Regions from separate parts of the Sus scrofa genome. Here region 1 is linked to region 2. A link is a contact called in public HiChIP or PLAC-seq data. All regions are on one chromosome and are shown on one strand. The core of a region is the stretch at or near the end of the contact, and the rest is flanking DNA. Distances in the headings are between cores, read along the strand shown.

Region 1 (3,429 bases), core at 225-2,724, 38 kb before region 2:
GTAAATCTCACAAAATGGCGCGCGCTCCAAACCTGCGCAGCGAGAAGCGCCGGGGCCCGAGCGGCGGCGGCGGCGGCGGCGGCGGCTCCTCCGCCAGGAGAGCCAGAACCGCCCGCACAGACAGACAGACACTCACACACACTCACACACACACACACGCACGCACACTCGCACACGCTCACTCACACACACACTCTCACACTCACACCGGTCCCGCCCGCTCGCCGGCGGCGGCAGCGGCACCAACAGCAGCAGCAGGAACAGCAGCAGCAGAAGCGGCGGCGGCGGCGGCGCCCGCACCCCCCGCTCGGGGTGTCCGCTCCCTGAGCCCGACCTGGGCCGCGATCAGCAGCAGCGACGGCAGCAGTCTCCCCGGATCCCCCCGCCGCTCTTGCCGCCGCCACCCCCGCCTCACTCCAATGGGGCTTTTTATTATTATTCGGGCGGGAAGCGAAAGGGTTTAAAAAAAAACCAACCAACAAAATGGCGACGGACCGACCCGGTCGCTATAGCAACTGTCAATCAAAACGCAAAACCCCGGCTGACGTGCTGACGTCCTCCTCCCGCCCCCCGGCCCCAAGCCGGCGGGCGGGGCCTGTTGCTCGGGCAACGGCAGATTCCGTTCCCTCCTTTCCCTCTCCCCCTCCGTCCCCAACCAACCACCCAACCCCCTCAGGTCACGTGAAGGATAAATTCGGAGCTCAGGCCCGCTACGAGTGTCAGAGGAGGGCGCGTGATTCGCTCGGGGGAGGGGAGAGGAGGGGGACGGCCGGGCCGAGGGAGGGAGAGGGCGGAGGAAGGGGGGCGAGGCGGCGGCCGGCCTGTGCTCCAGCGCCCAGGGCCTCCCGGCCGCGCCCCGCCCCGCGCCCGCCGCGCCCGCGCCGCCCGCGCCGACTGCGGCCCGGAGAGCGCGCGCGGCCTCCGCGCCGCCGCCCCCGGAGCCCCGCGCTTCCGCGTCGTGCGCCCGCAGCCCCGCCCGCGCCGGGGGGAGGGGGCCGGGCTCTGCGGCCGCGCGGGGACCCAGGAAGCCCACTCCGGTGCGCCCGCGCTGGGGACTCTCACCTGCATCCCCGGGGACCGCGCCGGCAGCGCACGTCCGCGCGTTTAAACTGTTCTTGGAAGGCCCCGCGTGCCCCCCTCGCCGGAAAATGCCCACGGAGGCCGCGGTGGGGGGTGGGGAAGAGGCCGCCTCCGCGTTTCAGACATCTCAGGAATTCCGGACGCTTCGCCCGAATCCGGGATGCCCCTGCGGCTGACACCTTGATTAAATCATGTCACTCGGCTTTTTGCTGCGGCCAGTGCCAGCGTTCAGAAATCATGGACGGAGCCATCATACAAACTTTTTTAGGCTGTGCATGCTCAGCCGGGCTTTCCCACCGATTTCAAACCCCTCCCCACCTTTCAGGCAGTCTTCCTTCTCCATCGGAATGCCCCTAAAATTAATCGTCTTAGGCTATACCGTATCGTTGTCCAACTCCCTGATTTTCTTTCTCATGCACCATTTCAGTTTCCAGATTTTTAATTCGCCCACAATTCTTGATTAATAGTCTCGCTTTCGTTTATCTTTATTCTGTCTACCCCTCTGGCTGGCTGAATATTACTAGGTGTTCTCTCTCGGCATTGAAACCTAGGTATGGAAGTAGCCATGCTGTACTGGCTACTTTGTAATCAGTAGACAGCCACTGGCTAAAAATTGTATTTTGTACCATTCCTAGTAAAATGGCATTTAATCTTTGCCAAAAAGGATACTATGGATATTATTTTACACCAAGTCCCTAATTTATTGATTGATTTCTAAGCTTGATTTTGCCATCTTATGATAGTGTTCGTATCAATTTTGTCTTAAGCTTGGACTGTTCACAAGTAAAGCAGCAGCAGATACCAGTAAAGAAAAACAACCCCACAGTAAATACTGAGCTCAATCCTCTATGACTCAAGGAAAGACACGAGTGTTTCCAATAAATGTTTCTCTTCTCTGGCTACTGGAACCTTGATTTACTAAGGCATCCATTGAAATTAGCACAGACCGTGAAAGAAAACAGACTAAACTTTAGATAAATTAGGCAAAAAGTAGGCCAATAGCTTAGACCGATTCTCATGGTATCACAAACTGCCATGACTATCAAGAGTTTTTTTGGACTTTCAAAATTGCCCTGCTAATGTAATTAAAGTCCACATTCAACTTGATTGTTTTCTGGTGGGGGGGAGTTAGGGTGGTGGTTTAATTTCCAGTTTATTTTCTGTTAAATTAACTACAACCTGGATTTACATTGCATCATCTTAAACAGGAGGAAGTGGCCAAAAGCGTCCCTGCTGGGGTAAGAGGCTGATATCTTGACGGCTCCCCAGCTTACACTGCCACCTCCTCCCTCCTGCTTCTTTCTCTTCTCCCTGCTCCCCACCCCCATCCTGTTCAGGCAGTTTCACTTCTCTCAGGACCCTTAAGCATTTGCAACCTTTAACACCAAGTTAAATTTGAGTCCGTTTTTTTTAATATATATTTTTATTATTTTTAAGAATTATTTCCCCCAATATAATTTTTTTCTACTGTACAGCATGGTGACCCAGTTACACATACATGTACACATTCTATTTTCTCACATTATCATGCTCCATCATAAGTGACTGGACATAGTTCCCAGTGCTACACTGCAGGATCTCATTGCTAATCCATTCCAAAGGCAATAGTTTGTATCTATTAACCCCAAGCTCCCCAACCCACCCCACTCCCTCCCTCTCCCCCAGTCCATTTTTTTTATTGCTGGTCATGAAGGGAACTTGCGTAATTAATCTTCTAGATAACCTAAAAAGAACATGATAATGTTTCAAGAAATATGCCCTTGTCAAGTCAATCTAGAAGATTCTAGTGGAGGGCAAAGCAGATTCTTGAGCCAAGCAGTAATAGAAAGCATTGCTGGTCTTCGTATCTAGAAGGCTTCACTCTTTCTGCCACTACCACCACCACCACAACCCTTCCCGGAGTGACGGCCTTACACACCATTGACCAATAAACTTTCGTGTCCAGCTTAAAATGCTGTAAAATGGTTTTATATTGGCTTCCCCGAAAAAGTCACCTGTAAATTATGCTTGCCCAAAACAGGTGAACACATGTAGGCAGGAAGGACTCTGATACAGATGCCAGTTTAGCTTTGACCAGGTTCAGTGATTAAACCCTTGTTCTCTCCTGAGTATCTCTCTGTCAGATCTACTGACAGATGTATAATATAACAAAGGTATCTATCCATTAATAGAAATATAACCTCTAGGAGTTCCCTCATGGCTCAGCAGATTAAGGATCAGGCCTGTCACTGCTGTGGCTCTGGTTACGGCTGGAGCAAGAGGTCTACCCCTGGCCCATGAATTTCCGAATGCTGTGGGGCAAAAAAAAAAAAAAGAGTAAAACAAAAAGAAAGAGAAATTAACCTCCGA
Region 2 (3,345 bases), core at 400-2,899:
TAAAAATCATTATTAAAAACTCAACAAGAACAAGAAGAAACTGGAAAAATTGTCTTAATATTATTTGATTCATGGCAATTAAAGATAAATTTCTCAAAAAAAAAAGAGAGAGAGATACTTGAATCAATCACAATGAATGGGTTTTTTGTTGTTGTTTGTTGTTTTGTGGGTTTCTTTTTTTGTTTGTTTGTTTGTTTGTTTTGCTTCTTGGGGCCAGACTCACAGCATGTGGAAGTTCCCAGGCTAGGGGTCGAATCAGAGCTGTAGCTGCAGGCCTGCGTCACAGCCTCAGCAATACCAGATCCAAGCCACAGCTTCAACCTACACCACCGCTCACAGCAACACTGGATCCTTAACCCACTGAGTGAGGCCAGGGATTGAACTCACGTCCTCATAGATAATAGATTCTTTTCTTCTGAGCCATGACGGGAAATCCTGTAATTTTTTTTAAACCTCTGAAAATGTTCTTACTATATTGACACCTAAGGATTTATTCCCTGTTCTAGTTTTGCATGGAAGCTGAACCTGCATATCTATTTACAGTATTAGGATTCTTCAATGTTCTCCTGGAATGATTTGGAGCAATTTTTTATTTTTCCTCTTAGTTTCTATTTGGAGGAATGTACAGGGGAGAAAATCTTTCTTATTTCCCTTGAGTCCATCCAGCTGTTTTATTTTGTGTTCGCTTATTTCCCAGGCTTCCATTCAGAAGGTGAAGCCATCAGAAGAGTTCTGTTCTTTGTGATACTTTATCAGCATTTCCTTTATTAGCCACATCGTCCTTTATCTCTTTCCTGTGAAAGCTTTTAAAGTACAAATTGATGAAGCCATGTCTTTTGTTATTTAAATACTGTTCCATCAACATTTACAAGTACATCCTAAGAAGATTTAAACACAATATCCTTCCCTAATGATCTCAAACCCACACATTTTTAAAAATTTGACTTTTTTCTCTGGTTGTTTTTTTCATGTGTGTATATGTCAGTTTCCAGCAGCTGAACCCAGGAAACTAGCAAAGGCCCTGGGATTAAAAATTCCAGACTGGTCACAGACCTTTCGTGAGATCAAGAGATGTAAACACATTATCTTTATAAGGGCAACACATTCTTAAGTTAATATGAAAGACCTAGAGCTGTTTTGCCAGCATTGATCTTGATGGAGTCACCGGACAGCCACTGAAAGGGGCAATGAATTTCCAGGCTGTACACAGACCATCCCGTAAGGGTCCCTAAGCAGGGCCCTGGGACAGAAGGGATCCCCTGGGTGAAGGCGTCCCTGGGCTTGGACAGGAGTTACTCTGTGACTCTGCAAATATTAAATATAGCTACATGAATCACACTTCAAAATTCCAGTCCTGAAATCTGGTGTCAGGCATAACAATTTGTTCTCTCTCCTGGCTCATGAATAACAAAGAATCAATTGAAGAAATTCTGGTCTGTATAAGGAACGCTCGGAGGTTTTTTTCCTCCCTCTGAAAGACACATTCTTCCTTTGACATATGACATATGCTTCTCAAGTGTTATTTTGTGTTTATTAATCTTTGAACTAAATTGTCAGTCCTTGTAACTAGAAAGACATTTCCCCAGAACCCTCCTGACTCATCCGAAGGGTACCCAACAGCTGATAAACTCTAGTGACCTCTGTGGAGAGAGATGGGCTGTGTGGCTTTGAACACCCACGTGGCTTTCTGGACTAGGTGACGGCATAACCCAGGTTAAAATCGTTGGCCAAAAATGCTCAGGCTTTTGTCCGGACTTCTCATGTTGCTCACAAGGGTGACATCACCGATTCTATTGTTCTATCAAATCTTTCTTTATTTCTTTATGATAAACTTCCTTGTCACTCTTCTTCCTCATTTGCATATGTCTGAATATATTTTTCTTTATAATTACAAAATAATCCAAGCTCATTGCAATAGTAACAAAAACTATCTTTAATGGATTGCTTCTAAGGTGCCCGGCACTCTGCTGGAAGATTAACTCCTGCTTCACTGAATTGTCAACATTTTATAAGGTAGGTATAATCTCCACTTTGCAGATAAAAATAAAGCATGACCATTAAGAACTCAGAAAGTTTATCACCCACTCATTTTTCCTGAAAAATTTGCTTTTGGGGAAAAACAAGGAATCCAAGAAAGAGAATGAAATTCAAAACACAGAAAAGTGATGGGAAAAATATGCTAGTGAAATTTATACTTAAATCTTAAAGTTAAGACATTTAAGAAAATTTTTAAAGAAATAAAATAGAAAAATGTAAAAAGTTTAATGATAAACTGGAACAAAAATTTCATGTTATTGCTCTACAACATATGTTAAAGATTTTACCTTGTTCTAGAAGGAAAAGTTATACTGATTCATTCTAAATGCTTATAGAAAAGCATGTTTTAAAGTTTTTATTAAATTTAAGTGCCAGAGTACCCATCGTGGCTCAGTCGAAACGATTCTGACTAGGATTCATGAGGACACAGGTTCAACCCCTGGTTTCACTCAGTGGCTTAAGGATCTGGTGCTGCTGTGAGCTGTGGTGTAGACTGCAGATGCAGCTCGGATCTGACTTTGCTGTGGCTGTGGTGTAGGCTGGTGCCTACAGCTCCGAGTCAACTCCTAGCCTGGGAACCTCTGTATGCCTCCAGGCGGCTCTAAAAAGACAAAAAAAAAAAAAAAAAAAAAAAATTTAAATGCTGTCTCAAAATTGTCCAATTCATCAAAAACAGGGAAAGACTGAGAACCTGTCATAGCCAATAGGAGGCTAGAGAGATATGACAACGAAACGTAATGTATCCTGGATCAGATCAAAGACATTTGCAAAAATTAAGGAAATATTGCGGCATTCCCGTAGTGGCACAGTGGTTAACGAATCCAGCTAGGAACCAAGAGGTTGCGGGTTTGAACCCTGGCCTTGCTCAGGATCTGGCCTTACTGTGGCTGTGGTGTAGGCTGGCGGCTACAGCTCCAATTAAACCCCTAGACTGGGAACCTCCATATGCCGTGGGAAGCGGCCCTAGAAAAGGCAAAAAGACAAAAAAAAAAGAAGAAGAAGAAAGAGAGAAAGAAAGAAATACTGCTACCAGAAAACTGGGTTTACCTCTTGGCGGGTGTCCAGCCAAAAGACAAAGGCAAAGAGCGAAAGAAAGGAAGGATTTATTACTTTCAGCAAGTAAGGAGAACACCAGAAATCTTGCCCAAAGCAGTGTTTCCTGAACAGCAAACTTGGGAAAGTTTTAAGCTAAGGGTATAGGCATACTCATGAAGAGGCTCGAGCCGAGAAGTCTGCAGAGAATTGAGGTGAAGGTCAATGGAGTCCAAGCTACATGCGATTGAAGTCAAGGTCGACACCATCATTCCC

What was found. HiChIP or PLAC-seq counts read pairs in DNA pulled down with a chosen protein or histone mark.
Region 1: an H3K27ac HiChIP or PLAC-seq map of skeletal muscle shows a contact between it and region 2. The contact joins the promoter of DYRK1A here to the enhancer-like site in region 2. A contact is called at or near these places in 12 of 47 Hi-C or Micro-C datasets (blood, embryonic fibroblasts, fetal heart ventricle and 8 more) and 1 of 2 datasets of contacts at active chromatin or transcription factors (skeletal muscle).

Annotation. Positions count from the first base shown.
Region 1 is chr13:201,006,551-201,009,979 of Sscrofa11.1, reverse strand. It overlaps DYRK1A (dual specificity tyrosine-phosphorylation-regulated kinase 1A), which reads right to left and starts at 1,474. Exons shown (of 12, transcript XM_005670334.3): 1 at 1,063-1,474.
Region 2 is chr13:200,968,600-200,971,944 of Sscrofa11.1, reverse strand. No RefSeq gene overlaps it. Among named protein-coding and RNA genes, the nearest start is that of DYRK1A, 38 kb to the left of the region's middle. Within about 2 kb of position 1,649, at least 14 of the 83 cell types and tissues checked have an H3K27ac peak or open chromatin away from gene starts, as enhancers often do. A contact at or near this core is called in skeletal muscle, where this site is marked.